Linked DNA regions of Drosophila melanogaster: all the other regions are linked to region 3. Evidence: chromatin contacts called from public Hi-C and targeted proximity ligation data. All regions are on one chromosome and are shown on one strand. The core of a region is the stretch at or near the end of the contact, and the rest is flanking DNA. Distances in the headings are between cores, read along the strand shown. Region 1 holds the start of bin (biniou). Region 2 holds the start of LanA (Laminin A). Region 3 holds the start of MCU (Mitochondrial calcium uniporter). Region 4 holds the start of tow (target of wingless). Region 5 holds the start of Ldh (Lactate dehydrogenase).

Region 1 (2,700 bases), core at 167-2,666, 440 kb after region 3:
AGAGATTGTACATGGAGATATTGGAACGATTAAAAATAAACAGTTGGAACTTAGAAAAGGAAATGAAATATATATTATGAGCTCTAAAAAGTTTTTAGTTTCTGAAATGAAAGATATTCTAGTTTTGTATGCTTTAGTACTCAAGTGAAGCATCTTTGTTTAAAAAAAATTTAATTATTTTGAATCTCAGTTTTACATAGTATGTATGTTTAACAAATTGGCTTAAAAATTCATTTATAATTCTAGCTTTATCTATGTTTATTTATTTTAACTAATAATACCCCCCCTTCGACGCCCATGTTTCCATCACCGTCACGGTCGTCTTGCTGCCAACGAGTCGGCGTAGTGCTGACAGCAATGGCGGCACTCAGCGTTGCTGCTAAACGTTCCGCTCTCCGGCGGTGTTCCGCTCCAGCCACCTACCCATCTCCCCCTGGATTCACATACCCATACCCGTACCCATTCCCATGCCCGATCTTGGTCCGGATCCGTGCCAGGCAACGACTAAATCAATTAACAGCTCGTTTCGAAATCCGAATGCCGCCAACAGCAGCAACGGCAGCTTCCTTTTTTTCCGCCGAATACGTTAATTCATTTGTGCCTAATTGCGGGGTTCGATCTTCGAGGATCTTTCTCTGTTCTTTGACTATTTATTAACTGTTGACTGGCCAGAGGGGCGGTGGCTGAAGGTAGACACTCCCAGCGGGGAGGTGCATCCAAATTCAATCCGAATTCGCATCGGAAACAATAGCGATAATGAGTCAGTAATGTGTGTGGGTTCCGTTCGCGATTTTTGGGGTCAGAATTGATTTAAATACGCTTTTGAACCAATTTTGCGACTAAACACAGATGCCATGTTTATGAAATTAGCAGTTTAGCTAACTAAAGTCGGACTGAAATGACTAAGTGCAAAATAGATCCCAATTGTAATTCAAGCCTCATCTTATGTGGTATTATTAATATAATTATTTTAAACTTTCATACTTTTCTTCATTATATATTATTTTTTAATTCAAAGAAAATTCAAGCACGCATTACATTTTATTTTCTTTGATACCATCTTATAGATCTCGATTTTCCCTTGAGTTCCGTTTGGGTTTCTTAGATACCTGGCATACTGAAGTTTCGCCATCTAAACGTACTCCAATAACCGCAGTCCCCAAGTCACAGACCTGAATTCTATATATTTTGCGTTTTGCTCCGAGAGGAAAACCCCGGGAAAACGAGCCAATTGGCGGCATTGCCCGAACCTATACATACGGTACATATGGGGAATCCGAGAGAGAAATAGAGAGAGAATCGAGCGATTTGCGTAAGGCGTGGGCGTACTAAAAAAAGAATTCCGGCCGATGGCAACTCAAGTGGATCGCATCGAATGGGATCGTGGTGCCAGTAGCGGGAGCGATATGCCATCCGTTTCAGTTGAGTGAGAATAGCCAAGCGGTGCGGTACTTTCAGTGGTTAAAGAAAATCCCACTCCGCCGGAAAGAATTGCGCGTACTTTCGATTCGAAATTATAGTGAAAATTATTTCAAAGAGAAATATTGATAAAAAAAAAACCAAAAATATTTTTAAAATATTTTTGAAACAACGCACGGTGTTTGAAACCGAAAAGCCCAGTGAAAATGATTAAAAGTGAAGAAGCCTCCGATCGTTCGGTTATGACCATGGATCAGCTGGGTGGCTACTACCACGATCCCCGCGCCCATCCCCCTTTCAGCCACCCACATGCACACTCCCACCCACATCAACACACCCACACTGGACATCCATATAGAGCTGGGAATCTGTTAACCGGTGGCAATTACCAGGCAATGGGTGGCGGAGAATCACCCACGGAGCTGATCGATGAGAAACCGAACATCGGGTATATGGAGCTAAAGCATTATATGGACGCTACGCCCACTGCCACGCCCGTTTCGGCAGCACAACATTATAGCCTAAGTGCGCTGCACAGCATGGGTACACCGCCGGCATCCTCCAGTCCCATACCACCGTACGGGGTTCTAATGACTGCCCATTCGGCTGGATCCGCTTCTCCGCAATCGAATTCGAAGACGCCCACGGATCTGCCGCAGGATTTGCAGTATGCGAGCTCCAGCACATCAACCGCCAAGGTGCAGCCATTGCAGGTGCAGCTGCAGCCACTCAACCATCAGTACGCGTCCACCATTAAGTACTGCTCCAACAACACCATACTCAGTGCGAACGACTACCAATTGCTGACCAGCCAGGAGCAGGCGGGGCAACAGCAGCCGCAGCAGTTGCCAGCCCAGCAGCTCCAGCATTCACCAGGCGGTGGCTACATGTCGCGCATTTCCACATCGCCGTCGCAGGTGATCAGCAATGCGCACGGCATGCCCGTGCTAAACTACTCCAGCTCGAGTTCCTCGCCTGCCAAGTCGCTCAACGGTTCCGAATCCTCGCCGCCCAGTCAGAATCATCTGGAGAACAAGGTTTCGGGCTCAGCGGTGGTTGGTACAGGTGGTTCCAGTCAGCAGGATGCGCCGAGCACTCCGGATACCACCAAGAAGTCTGGTACCCGGCGGCCAGAGAAACCAGCACTCAGCTATATCAATATGATTGGGCATGCGATCAAGGAATCACCAACTGGAAAGCTAACGCTCTCCGAGATCTACGCCTACTTGCAGAAGAGGTAACTATTGTAAGGCATTGATGGGGAAACAGTAACAGTTAAAA
Region 2 (2,700 bases), core at 109-2,608, 330 kb before region 3:
CTGGTGTGCCTTAAGAAACATAATGCCTTTATCGCTAAAAAAAACCATTCCGAATGAACCGCTCGAAAAAGTCAATGCTCCGAGTCGGTTTCTAAGCAGCCTGTAAACCGAGAACTCCCATTCAAAAGTGTGTGTATGTATGTTCGTACATATCTCTGTGTATATTGTATGTAGGGACTGCTGACATACTGATAACCCACAACTCCAAAGCCTTCCCCTTTGCCAACAACAAATACTCGAGCTCAGCAACATTTTTTTCGTTCAGTTTTTGCTGTGTCGACGTCGACGAAATGAAAACCCATTAAAATTGTTTTCAAATTTTACGATCCGATCCCATCGGTCGAACCCGAAAACGAGTTGCATCCATCCACCGTCTCCCCGTCTCTATGCGTTTCTTAGGCGGATACCTTTGGTATCTTTTATGTTCTCTGCTGCTTACCTGTTCGAAGTTGATGGTCAAATTGACTTCATTGAATTTCATGCCCCTGGACAACGGAGGACTCTGCCACCAGGCCTCGGTGCCATCGATCGCGTTCTCTGGCGGATGATTCCTCTCCGGCACCGTGGGATCGCAGTAATCGCAGACCTACAAAAACGCAGAAAACACATGTTAGAAAAAGAAAATGGAATCCAAATTCAGTCCAGAGTATTTTTAGAGCCCAATTCGAATGTTCAACACATGTGGGGGACGTCTAAATGCAGTGCACACTTGAAATATAAAGTTTTGATTTTTAACTAAATAATAGTTTGAAGAAATTCTTAATTAAGTTGGATAACCAATATAATCGATTGTAATTTGTTATCTCTCCTGATTCAGCTTTATTTTGAAATTAAACATTAACTTTTTTTCAGTGTAAAGTTAAAGATTATCTCATCATGTGTGTATACTGAAAAGATTTTTGGGCGTTGCTGGATGTCGATTATAGTTACCTGTCCCTGGATAACTGAATAGTCGATATGATCGTGTTCCGTATTGGCTCCCACTAGTTTGCAGTAGAGCTCTGGTCCATCCGTATCCTGGCCACACGTAGCTGTGGCATAAATCTTCCTGCCCGTGGCCAGATTGAAATATGGTGGCGTTAGCTCCGCCTGGCAATAGGAGATGGCCAGGATTACTAGCAGAGCCCCAATGGAGGCCACTCCGTGCCCCATTGTGCCGAGAGTTCAAGCACCCGCGCTGCGATAACGACAGTCCTTTCTCCACGGACCACTTCCGGTTCTATCTCTTTCTTTCCCGGTTCACTTATGTATGTATTTCACTTTCTTATCTGCTGTATTTCACTTTTTTCACTGTTCTTTTCGTATTCCTTTGGTGGAGCTCATCCAACCGCACTGGATGGCTCTTCTCGAGCAACTGATGGCACCGCAGCGAGAAGTTTTCCTCGAGACCCCGAAAAATTTGATTTTGATAGTCGTCCGATCGGCTCTTTTCGTATGCCTTCGGCTTTTCTCGTCTTCGGCATTCTATACAGCTGAGAGAACGATAGTCTTTCCGACCCTATAATGTATTCACATCCTCTTATCCGTCTTATTTCAGAAAATTCTGAAGCCGGAATAAAAGATACGGATTATCGCCATTTGACTTATGAGGTTATATAATCATTTAAAATATATGTAATTGTATTTAATTTGTTCATTATATCAGCATTCTTCTTGGGTTCATCATAACCTAGGATAATACGAACGTTAGTTGCTAGGATTGTTAACTTAGTTCTATCACCTGTAACCAAAGTTACTTAAGACCAAGATTGTAACATCATTTCAATGCAGTTTGGTGCTTTTACTATCATCTCACATGAAATGTGTTTATAAGTTATAATGATAATTGTCTTTTGAGAATGCCCAAAAAATTTGACGAAAAATTCAAATTTCATGTGTGTTCCTTGATAAATATTCTTTCCTCATTACATCGCAGCACATCTAACTGGTCTCGCAGTTGGTGAGCAACTGATTAAACTGCAGCGAGAAGTTTTCCCGAGGCCCCAAAAGTTTTGGTGTTCGTAGTCGCTCGATCGGCAGTCGATCGGGTGCTCTTCTCTTTGGCACTTTAATTTAACTGAGAGAATGTCCGCTTATCCGATTTTGTTTTGCTCTGAACGTATGTTTACAAAATCTTTTCCAGCTATTTGTTTTTTTTCTCATTCGCCGGCCGGGCGGAATCGGAACAAAACAAAACGGAAAACCGGTTCGTTGTCATCGGGGAACGTTGTGGAATGGGTGAAACGCCTTCCGCTTATGAAGATTGACTTTAGCACTAAGAAAATGTATACTCTATCTTCTATTGAAATGTACTACTTTAAGCTTGAACGCTTGAAATAATCTCAACAATACTCCAGCCACAGCTTGATAAATTCATAGCGTTAAGCTGGGATAATTTCTTACTTTTAAGGGTTCTTAAATTGATAATATGGATAGAGCTTGTGAAAGAATTAAGCATTGATATTACAACACAAGCGATAGCTTAAAAGTACTGCTATTAGACACCGAACATTTTTATTAAGTTTTTATTGCAGCCTTTAACGTAATTTAATTTATATGTGCTTAGCCATTCGTGTAGCATTTAAAATCAAACTTATTTAAATGATTTTCCATTAAGCTATTGCCACCTTTCGTTTACCCAGAAGTGTAATAGCTTACTGAAGTAATTGTTGTTAAAGCAAAATAACTGCTACAAAACTCACTCAGGCCTGACCAAAGAAT
Region 3 (2,700 bases), core at 57-2,556:
CTGTGTGAATTTATCTGCGGACATTGTGTAAATAGGCATGAGTGTGTGTGTATGCTTGCGCATTATAAATTATCATAAATAATATCATGAGGCATCATGAATAAATGCATAAATGCGCTTTGTTAGTTGTTTAATGTTTATTAGTTGGCAATGGCGAATTAAGCGCCTAATTGAGTTTACGCATAATCCAGCACTTTCGTTATTACTATTACCTCAGACACCGATTCAGCTCTCCTCATCGTAAAGACTCGATCAAATAACTTTTGACAACTCCAAAATACATAACTATGTACTACTATACACACGGCAGCCACAGAAACTTCTGTGTACCTTAAGCATTTCAAATCCATGCCACGACTGTGACTTTGTTCCAGCAGTTAACGAATGCTACAGTAAAACCCAGATATATATATATATCGGACTAGTACGTTAAGCATAAGGCTGCCTCTATCCCCTAAGTGTATTATAGATGTTTTTAGCCTAAGTAGACTTAAAATGCGCTTGTCACAGGCCTCGATGTAAAAGTGTAAAACTCTAGTTGTATTTTTAACGCAGCACTAAGCAAAGCTCTATTGTATAGTTGGATATATGCGTAAATGTATGAGGACTAGTTCAAGTTTAGATTGGTAATGCGACAATAATAAAAGCGAAATTATTGCAAGTGTAAAATGGATGCGAATTATTCATTGGCGCGTTTATGCGGGAAATTTGAAAAGTAGGTTTACTTTTGTACTAAAAAAACTATTTCAATCACAAGCCGACTAAACAGTCGAGACACGAACCTAAACAATGTTCTAAAACCAAGTAAACACGACAAGCTAAGACATGCACCTTTAACGAGGGCACCATCCACATTTATCGAGTTCAGGAACCAAAAGGAAAGAGTATTCGCTAGATACGGATAAAAAATTGTGTATTTTTATCGAATAAACGTGTGTAGAAATCGAAATGGCAACTTCAGCATATGACCCCAAAATTCGTTATTTTCAAAAAGCTTTGCTTCTCATTGACTATTATAATTATATGTAAGAGTAGTAAAAATTCATCCGATGGACAAGCACAATTACATTTATTTTACTGTGCCGCTTTGCCATATTACAAAATATAAATAAATAGACAACAAATTTAAAAAACAATTTATTTCTGTACAAGCATATTTAATTTTTTAAATATTTTTTTTGGCGCCACGTTATTCAGTGAAAACAGTGACATAACAGCATGGTAATCGATTGGTGCTGGGTGCGCACCGATAGTATCGATTAGGCATAGCTTTTCGTTTGCAGCTTCGGTTAGTTCATTTCTGTAGTTCGTTCGTGTCGGTTGTGGGAGTTGATGTTTTCTTATTTTATTGACAACTTTGAATATTAACATTCAAATACGCGCAATTTCGGTGTATATTTCCGAGTAACTAAAATTTATTTATATAAGAAAACAACGGTATATATGGTTGGCGCGTCGGTTTCAAATCGAAACCGCAAGCTATAAATTTAAATATCAGCTAGATAAGCCATAGAACGATAAAAGTAGCACGTGCTAACAGGTATTCGGCCACAAACGACAGTTGCAAAAAGAGTTAATTATTAATAATAATATCGCGTGTTCTCACAGCCGGCTTTAAATAAAAAGTCGTGGGCGAAGAGAGTGCAAAGAGAGCGAAAGAGAGAGTGCCGTGCAGCGAATGGTCCATTAAAACGGCGCGTTCCCAATAATTAAATTCCCAGAATATATATCTTTCCACATATGTATATATAATTTTATTCCGAGTGCTAATCGCTGGGTTTTAGCCCTATGTGCCGCGCATGAAAAGTTAAAGAAGATTCGCTTGGTAAAACCGGTAATTCTCTTCGCCCCTTCTCACAGAAAATTCTCCCGTTCTCCTTTTTCGCGCCCGTTCTTGGTTGTTTTTGTTGTTGGTTGCGGCTTGTTGCATTTTCCCTGTCACAACTTATACACTTTGTTAAAGTAGTCAAAATTAAACGTAATCATGTCAAAATGTTAGGTGAAAGTGAAATTCGCATTGGCCGCTTTTGTTTATTTATCGTGGGAGCTATCTATTCGAGCCTATCGGAAGATTCTAACGGTGCCTTTGAAATCCACGACGATGAAAGAGGCTTCGCTAAAGTTTCCGGTTCGAATAAATAATACCCGTTTCGCACATAGGCGTTTAAAATTAGATTTTGGCTGAAAGGTAGTGCCAAGCCTCTTAGTGTACTTGTATTTCTTATTTATTTTCTAATCCAAACAATAAGTTGGGCGCGGAATTGCAACACATTACTCATTATTTACCCCCCCATAACCGGTGTTATCGTGATTTACAATAAAAATAAAAAGGAGTATTCAGTGCTGTGGTGTAGTGTTCAATCCAGCCGTACAACCAGTTCCTGTTAAGCGAGCCGCATCATGTCCAGAAATAGGGCTGCCATGGTCAGCGCCTTTCGGCTCTTCCTGCGACCAGCGACCACCACCACCCATAGAAGTCTCGCCCTGCGTTTGGCCCCCGGCACCACCTTCGCCCTGGTGAGTGCTACATACAAAGTACCTACGCACATACACAGTTCAGGAAAACTATCTGGGGAAGTCGCGCTCCGGGGGAGCAGCTGTTTGCCACGGTATCGGATCTATAAAAATACACGCACTTGCTTTTCGAATGTGAATAAGCGCATGCTAACAACAAGGGGTAGTATTGTAGTATTAAGAAAT
Region 4 (2,700 bases), core at 56-2,555, 390 kb after region 3:
ACATTTCATATTTTTCCCACCAGTCCGTAGTGTCCGTAGATGTCCTAGATGTCCTAACTGTCCACCCCTTGAGAGCGATATAGTCGCATTTCCAGCCCCCTGACGACGACACACGTCCGTGGCAATAAAAGCGCAAACGTTTCAATTCCGTTGCGGCTGACAAATGCACGGAAAAAATGCCAGCGATTCTGCCCCAAAAATATATTATAATGATAAAAAAAAATCGAGTGAATGGAAACGGACGAAAGTTTATATAGATGCTGTCGAGTGTTTTGATTTGTAACGTTTCTCACTTCATTATTATGCAATAAATAATGCCATCTACATGTTCCATCTAATATTATGCAGAAGGGCGAATCGCAGGGGGTAGTTTATTTGTCCTGCGATTTCTGTCCATCGGAAGTGGAGCGGAGCGATGGTCAGAAAATCATTGCTGTTGAAATTAATGAGGCCTAACATGACTGGGCGCGATTTTTTTTTTTGTGCGAAAATATTTTTGCGAAATATTAGGAAAGTATTGAAATATTGAATATGCCGGAGTACGTGGTTTCCGTATTGTCCGTGGTTTATCATGATATCCGTATGGTCCGTGGTGTCCGAGATGTCCGTGGTCTATATAAAATAATAAGTAAAACAAAATAGTTTTAAGAACAATTACAGTCTGTTCATAAAAAATTAAATTAAAATAGGGGTAAGTGTAAAACACCATTTGGAAACTTCAAGACCTCTGCTGGAGCTTTTTGGCATTACTGGAACAGTTGTCGCGTGGCCAAGAATTTCGAAAAGTTCCTGGCACGGAGCTTAAAGCGTGCTCTACCAGAAAAGTTTATTTACTTCTTCTATGCGTGTATTTTCCGATATCGATACCGATATCGATGGTACGAAAAAGAATGCATATCGGTACACCAACGCCAAATCAAAGTGCCAAAATGGCCTCGTGGCCTGCACGAAGGACCTGCTCACAACGAATCCTATATACATCGAAATCGTGAGTGCTACTAGTTTTGGTTCCTCGATTTAGAGCTTCGATGCAGTGTTGCGTTAAAGAAACAGGGCCTTGGGTCTGAGGAAAGTGCAACCCTTTTCTGTGTCCGTCGCTGATCCTGACCACGCCTTAACATTTTCTGGCACCGCCTACGCCTACCCCATGCCGACGGCGCCGACCTGCGATCAGCCTCCGCAAATGGTCACATCCCGTACCAGAACCGTTTGCCGAAAGCTCCAGCTCCACGGTAGCATTGAACCCCTGTGCGAAAGCTTCGCCTGAAAACCCACCCCCATTGCAGTGGGCACTCATCTCCATCGTTGTGTGTGTGCTGGCATGCCGCTGAGAGCGGTTCTCGCTTTTTGTGACACAAAGAGGAGTGTCATGCAGCATAAATTTCATACGAATTCCGCACACTCGCAACGCGTCGCAGATACTTTTCGGCAAAGTTTTCCGCAGGAAAAAGCCAGTGTAAATAAATTGAAAAAAAAAACCGAAAAAATGGGCGACAGTTCCTCTTAGTTATTAACAAAACGGTGTAAATAAATGGGCGTGTTCGTTAAACGGTAAATGATAGTGTATTTGCGACTGTGTTTTTATTTAACTGAATGGAATGGAATGGCCAAATGCGCCCAAGTGGTCAAGTGAGATAAATCAAACAAGTTTCTTTGGGGCGAAATAAAACGGCGGCCAGCCGAAAATCACCATGGGAATGGAAATTAAATGAAAATCCGGCAATCATAAATAAAACATAAATTATGTTTCGCTGCCAGTTGGCGGCAACAAAAATAAAATAATCAAAAAAAAAAAGGAAGATGTGAACCAAGCGGATATATTTTGATTTTTTTTTATAAATAGAAAAATCAATTTCTCTCTCTCCGAGGAGCGCTCTCTCTCTCTCTTTTTTGGCGCGCGCCTGTCTGTGTCCGTCTTCCCCCAAAACGGGCGCATGTGTGCGTGTGGTGGTGTGCGGTGTGTCTCGCGTGTCGGTGTCTATTATAATATCCAGTGAGCAAAAGCGAGTGGCCGAGTGCTCTCACTCACTCTCTCTTTCTCTCTCTCTCTGCGAATAATTGAATATAATTCAAGTGTTTTTGCTGCACACTATTTGTTGTGCTTATTATCGTTATTATTTGTTTAAATTACCAACGACAACATAAACAACAACAAGAGCACCACGCGCGCGTTTAGCACAACGCCGTGGAGCCACCTTCGAAGGCATCGAAAACATCAACAACATACAAAAGGCTCTCAAGGAGAGCGATTTGCGTAGTGCTGCTGCAGCCCTGGTCAGAAAAACCCTTTTATGGGTTTGTCCTGTTTACAAATTGACGCTGCAAATTGAATTTATAGCACGGCTGAAACAAGTGGATGAGTGCCAGCCAGGGACCCACTTAATTTCCGCTACGGTCCCCAAAATACAGAAGACAAATAAATGAGGAAAATGCCACTACAGTGAAGCATCGAGCAGTGGAAACTTGAAATATTCATAAATTTCGAGCTAAAAGTTTAGTTTGTGCCATATTAATAATGATATTACTAAATCAAATTCGTTCGTTAATATTTGATTCAATACCAAACGAGCACCAAAAGTATTACTAAAGAAATTTGCACTAATGGTTCATTCTAGACTTGGTATCAATTTATAAGTTTTCCACTAACTTAACTTCACTTGAATTAGCCTAGTTGTCCTGTATTTGGTTTGAACTGGAAAT
Region 5 (2,700 bases), core at 153-2,652, 290 kb before region 3:
TATCAATGAAAATGTGTGCTACCTTATGGAATTAATCCCCCGATTCAGATCTAATCGTTTTATTTCTGATTTGGCAAACAGTCATAGTGACTTCCTCGAAAGTTGGCAGTTTTTTATCTTATCACAAGAGTTTCAAACAATTATAGCAATTTGATTAATCCAATTATGGCATACCTATGATGATTAATAAATAAATAATACAATGACGTAGGACTAAGCTTATCGCAAATAGGAAGAGTTTTGGGGGGCCAAAGTTGAGTTTGTTGCCAATGTTTGCAATACTATTTCAGATTAGATTGCTAAAGATTATAAGTGCATATTGGAACTATTATCAGTGGGAAAATATTTATATAAACATATGGCACGTTTTTTAATTAGAATCTGCTTCAGGTTGAGTGTTTTCCTAGCTTGAATTACGACTGCAGTTATGAGTTCTGAAGAATTTGGGTGGGGTACAAAAACCCAAGAGTTCTGATGAGTTCCGCAAGTGTGAGGTACGAAAAGTCAGGGAAATGTCACAAATATATAAAAAACTAGATAATGATTTATGGCTGAGTGATCACGGTTTATTTTTATTGGGGACGAGTATCTAGTATTAGTAAGTATAAGTATTAGTGCCAGATAAAAGGGGGCTAATTGCTTTTTCTCTTTTTTAAGAATCTAGATATATTATTGACAAACACGGATTATTTAAAACTTTGTAGATACAACAAAAAATACAAAACTATAACTTTTCTCTTAATAAACAAAAATTCGTCATTAATTACAAAATATCATATTGGCATAAAAATTCGAGTTTTTTATATAAAAATTCATATCTTCGCCACACTTGTTGCAAGCTGTGAAAATGTGCGTCAAAATTGGGCCTACGCATGACCTTCTCTCAAAGTCAAATGCGGTTGTTCCACTTTACTTGGGCGGTGCGACGTCCCCCCGTCGGAAAATGGGGAAGTCAGCTGTTTGCGACATGGCGCATGCTCCCGTTGAAAACGAAAGTGAAAGTCAATTGTACGCCCAATTGCCACCCCACACCCTCTTCGCGGGAAACCCCGGAAATCCGGCCCACCCCACTAACGTCTCAGGTGCGGAAGGCCAAGGGCGACGGGGTTCGGTTTTCGGAACCGACCGATGCACTTGACCCTTGAAAGTTGAATGCACCCTGATGAGGCAGGAAGTTGACACCCAGTTTGTACTACTAATTTTCAGGTATCCTGCACAATCACAAATACTGTTTTTTTTCCAAGTGCATGCTAGTATATATACTTACTTTTGTATTGGTTTTGTTTTAATTCTCTTTTTTTTTCACTGGATTATTTTGGGCGCCTCTAAACTTTGAGGTCGTCGACGTTCCGTTCACTTTGCGCGTTCGTTGCGAACTGTTTGCACTTCAAGCGGACTGCTTTGGAATTTAGCTGCTGCCGCTGGATTTTGTAGCCTCCGCAGCCGCTTTTCTCTCACTACCTCTCTCGCTCTTTCCTTCGCAGCTAGTACACTTAGAAAAATGATATCACGAAATTGTGATATTCAAATGGACTAAAGTTGAATGTGTAGCTGTTGAATTTTTAGTAAAATCATATTAATTTAAAAATAGTGTAGTTTTATATCCAACTTAAAACAAATTTAAACAAATATAAAATGACATACACTTTATGATTGTTCGACTTGAAATATTATTTCTGTATAAATGGTAGAGTTAGTTAAGCTGATCATTTTTTTCAGTGTGGCCAGCTGTTTTGGACCTCTCTGCCAGCTGCGCCAGGATGAATGACGAAACGGCCTCTGCGGCGTTGTGAAAGTGAGCGGCCATTTCTCTCGCTCGCTCTTTCGCCGCCTGTGTTTGTTGGTGTTGCGCTCTCCAGAGTTTTTTGGCTCCATTCGGCCAAGTTAGTCAAGGTGACCTTTGCTGGTTTTCCGTATATATTCCTCTATTTATAGGCGGCACGTTTTCGACTAATTTTCCGGGATTTCGTTAGTGGAGTTGTTGGATAATTCTTCATTTACAATTCCCCTGCGGCATAAATTACATTTAGATCTTACATGCTGAATTCGTTCCATTTGTCCGAGTAGGTGGTTGTTTATTTGAGCCTCGTGACAGCAGCTGGGGATCTTTGGACTAACACGTGCCCAAGATCACATACACATAGGGGACCAGTTTATTTGAACGGATGTGTATGCAGCCAATTTTGGCCAACTGCCCAGTCAGGCGGCTGCTGCAGTTAATTTGGCCAACAGATGGTGCAGTGGATTATGTGTGATTAGGAAATACCCTGTACTAAGCAGCTTGTGTTATATGATTAAGCTAATATGCATATCCCTTTAATCTTAAAAAGGACCAGCTTTAAGAACACTGTCTGTTTAATTGGTTGCCTTTAAAAACATATACTCATTGGATTCCGTGTATAATGCTTATAAGCATTTTATTAAGAGTGTATGGCATTTCACACCTATTGAGCTGGATTTAAGCAGACTTTCGCTAATTGTTTCAAATACGTCATCCCCTGGTCTTCTGTACTTGCATTGTGGTTAGACAATTCCATAGAGAGTCCTCAAGAGATCTGTAGAGAAAAATAGAAGCAGAGGGAGATCCCCAGAGAGAAGTTGCTCCACCAGTTTGCCGGCGTTCGTGACTGACAACACATTTTACAGACTCAACATTTATTCGCCGGTGATTCACTGCACTCTCTCGATTTTCGCAAGCAT

Evidence for each region. Hi-C and Micro-C count contacts between places; a contact is called where the count stands out from the background.
Region 1: a Hi-C map of the Kc167 cell line shows a contact between it and region 3, with 4 times the contacts expected there. A contact is called at or near these places in 3 of 107 Hi-C or Micro-C datasets (the Kc167 cell line, cellular blastoderm embryo and pre-blastoderm embryo).
Region 2: a targeted proximity ligation map of the Kc167 cell line shows a contact between it and region 3, with 10 times the contacts expected there. A contact is called at or near these places in 1 of 107 Hi-C or Micro-C datasets (the Kc167 cell line) and 2 of 7 datasets of targeted methods (both in the Kc167 cell line).
Region 4: a Hi-C map of the Kc167 cell line shows a contact between it and region 3, with 6 times the contacts expected there. A contact is called at or near these places in 1 of 107 Hi-C or Micro-C datasets (the Kc167 cell line) and 1 of 7 datasets of targeted methods (the Kc167 cell line).
Region 5: a Hi-C map of the Kc167 cell line shows a contact between it and region 3, with 6 times the contacts expected there. A contact is called at or near these places in 2 of 107 Hi-C or Micro-C datasets (both in the Kc167 cell line) and 1 of 7 datasets of targeted methods (the Kc167 cell line).

Annotation. Positions count from the first base shown.
Region 1 is chr3L:6,989,206-6,991,905 of dm6, forward strand. bin (biniou) reads left to right here and starts at 1,417. Exons shown (of 4, transcript NM_079226.3): 1 at 1,417-2,656. The coding sequence starts at 1,626.
Region 2 is chr3L:6,216,664-6,219,363 of dm6, forward strand. It overlaps LanA (Laminin A), which reads right to left and starts at 1,359. Exons shown (of 15, transcript NM_057269.3): 1 at 931-1,359; 2 at 440-586. The coding sequence starts at 1,152.
Region 3 is chr3L:6,549,433-6,552,132 of dm6, forward strand. It overlaps MCU (Mitochondrial calcium uniporter), which reads left to right and starts at 1,307. Exons shown (of 8, transcript NM_144449.4): 1 at 1,307-1,404; 2 at 2,332-2,517. The coding sequence starts at 2,401. sfl (sulfateless) reads left to right here. Exons shown (of 7, transcript NM_079222.5): 7 at 1-672.
Region 4 is chr3L:6,941,551-6,944,250 of dm6, forward strand. It overlaps tow (target of wingless), which reads left to right and starts at 1,306. Exons shown (of 7, transcript NM_001274561.1): 1 at 1,306-1,551.
Region 5 is chr3L:6,261,292-6,263,991 of dm6, forward strand. Ldh (Lactate dehydrogenase) reads right to left here and starts at 1,403. Exons shown (of 4, transcript NM_001274545.2): 1 at 1,268-1,403. It overlaps lncRNA:CR44522 (long non-coding RNA:CR44522), which reads right to left and starts at 2,108. Exons shown (of 1, transcript NR_124810.1): 1 at 1,717-2,108.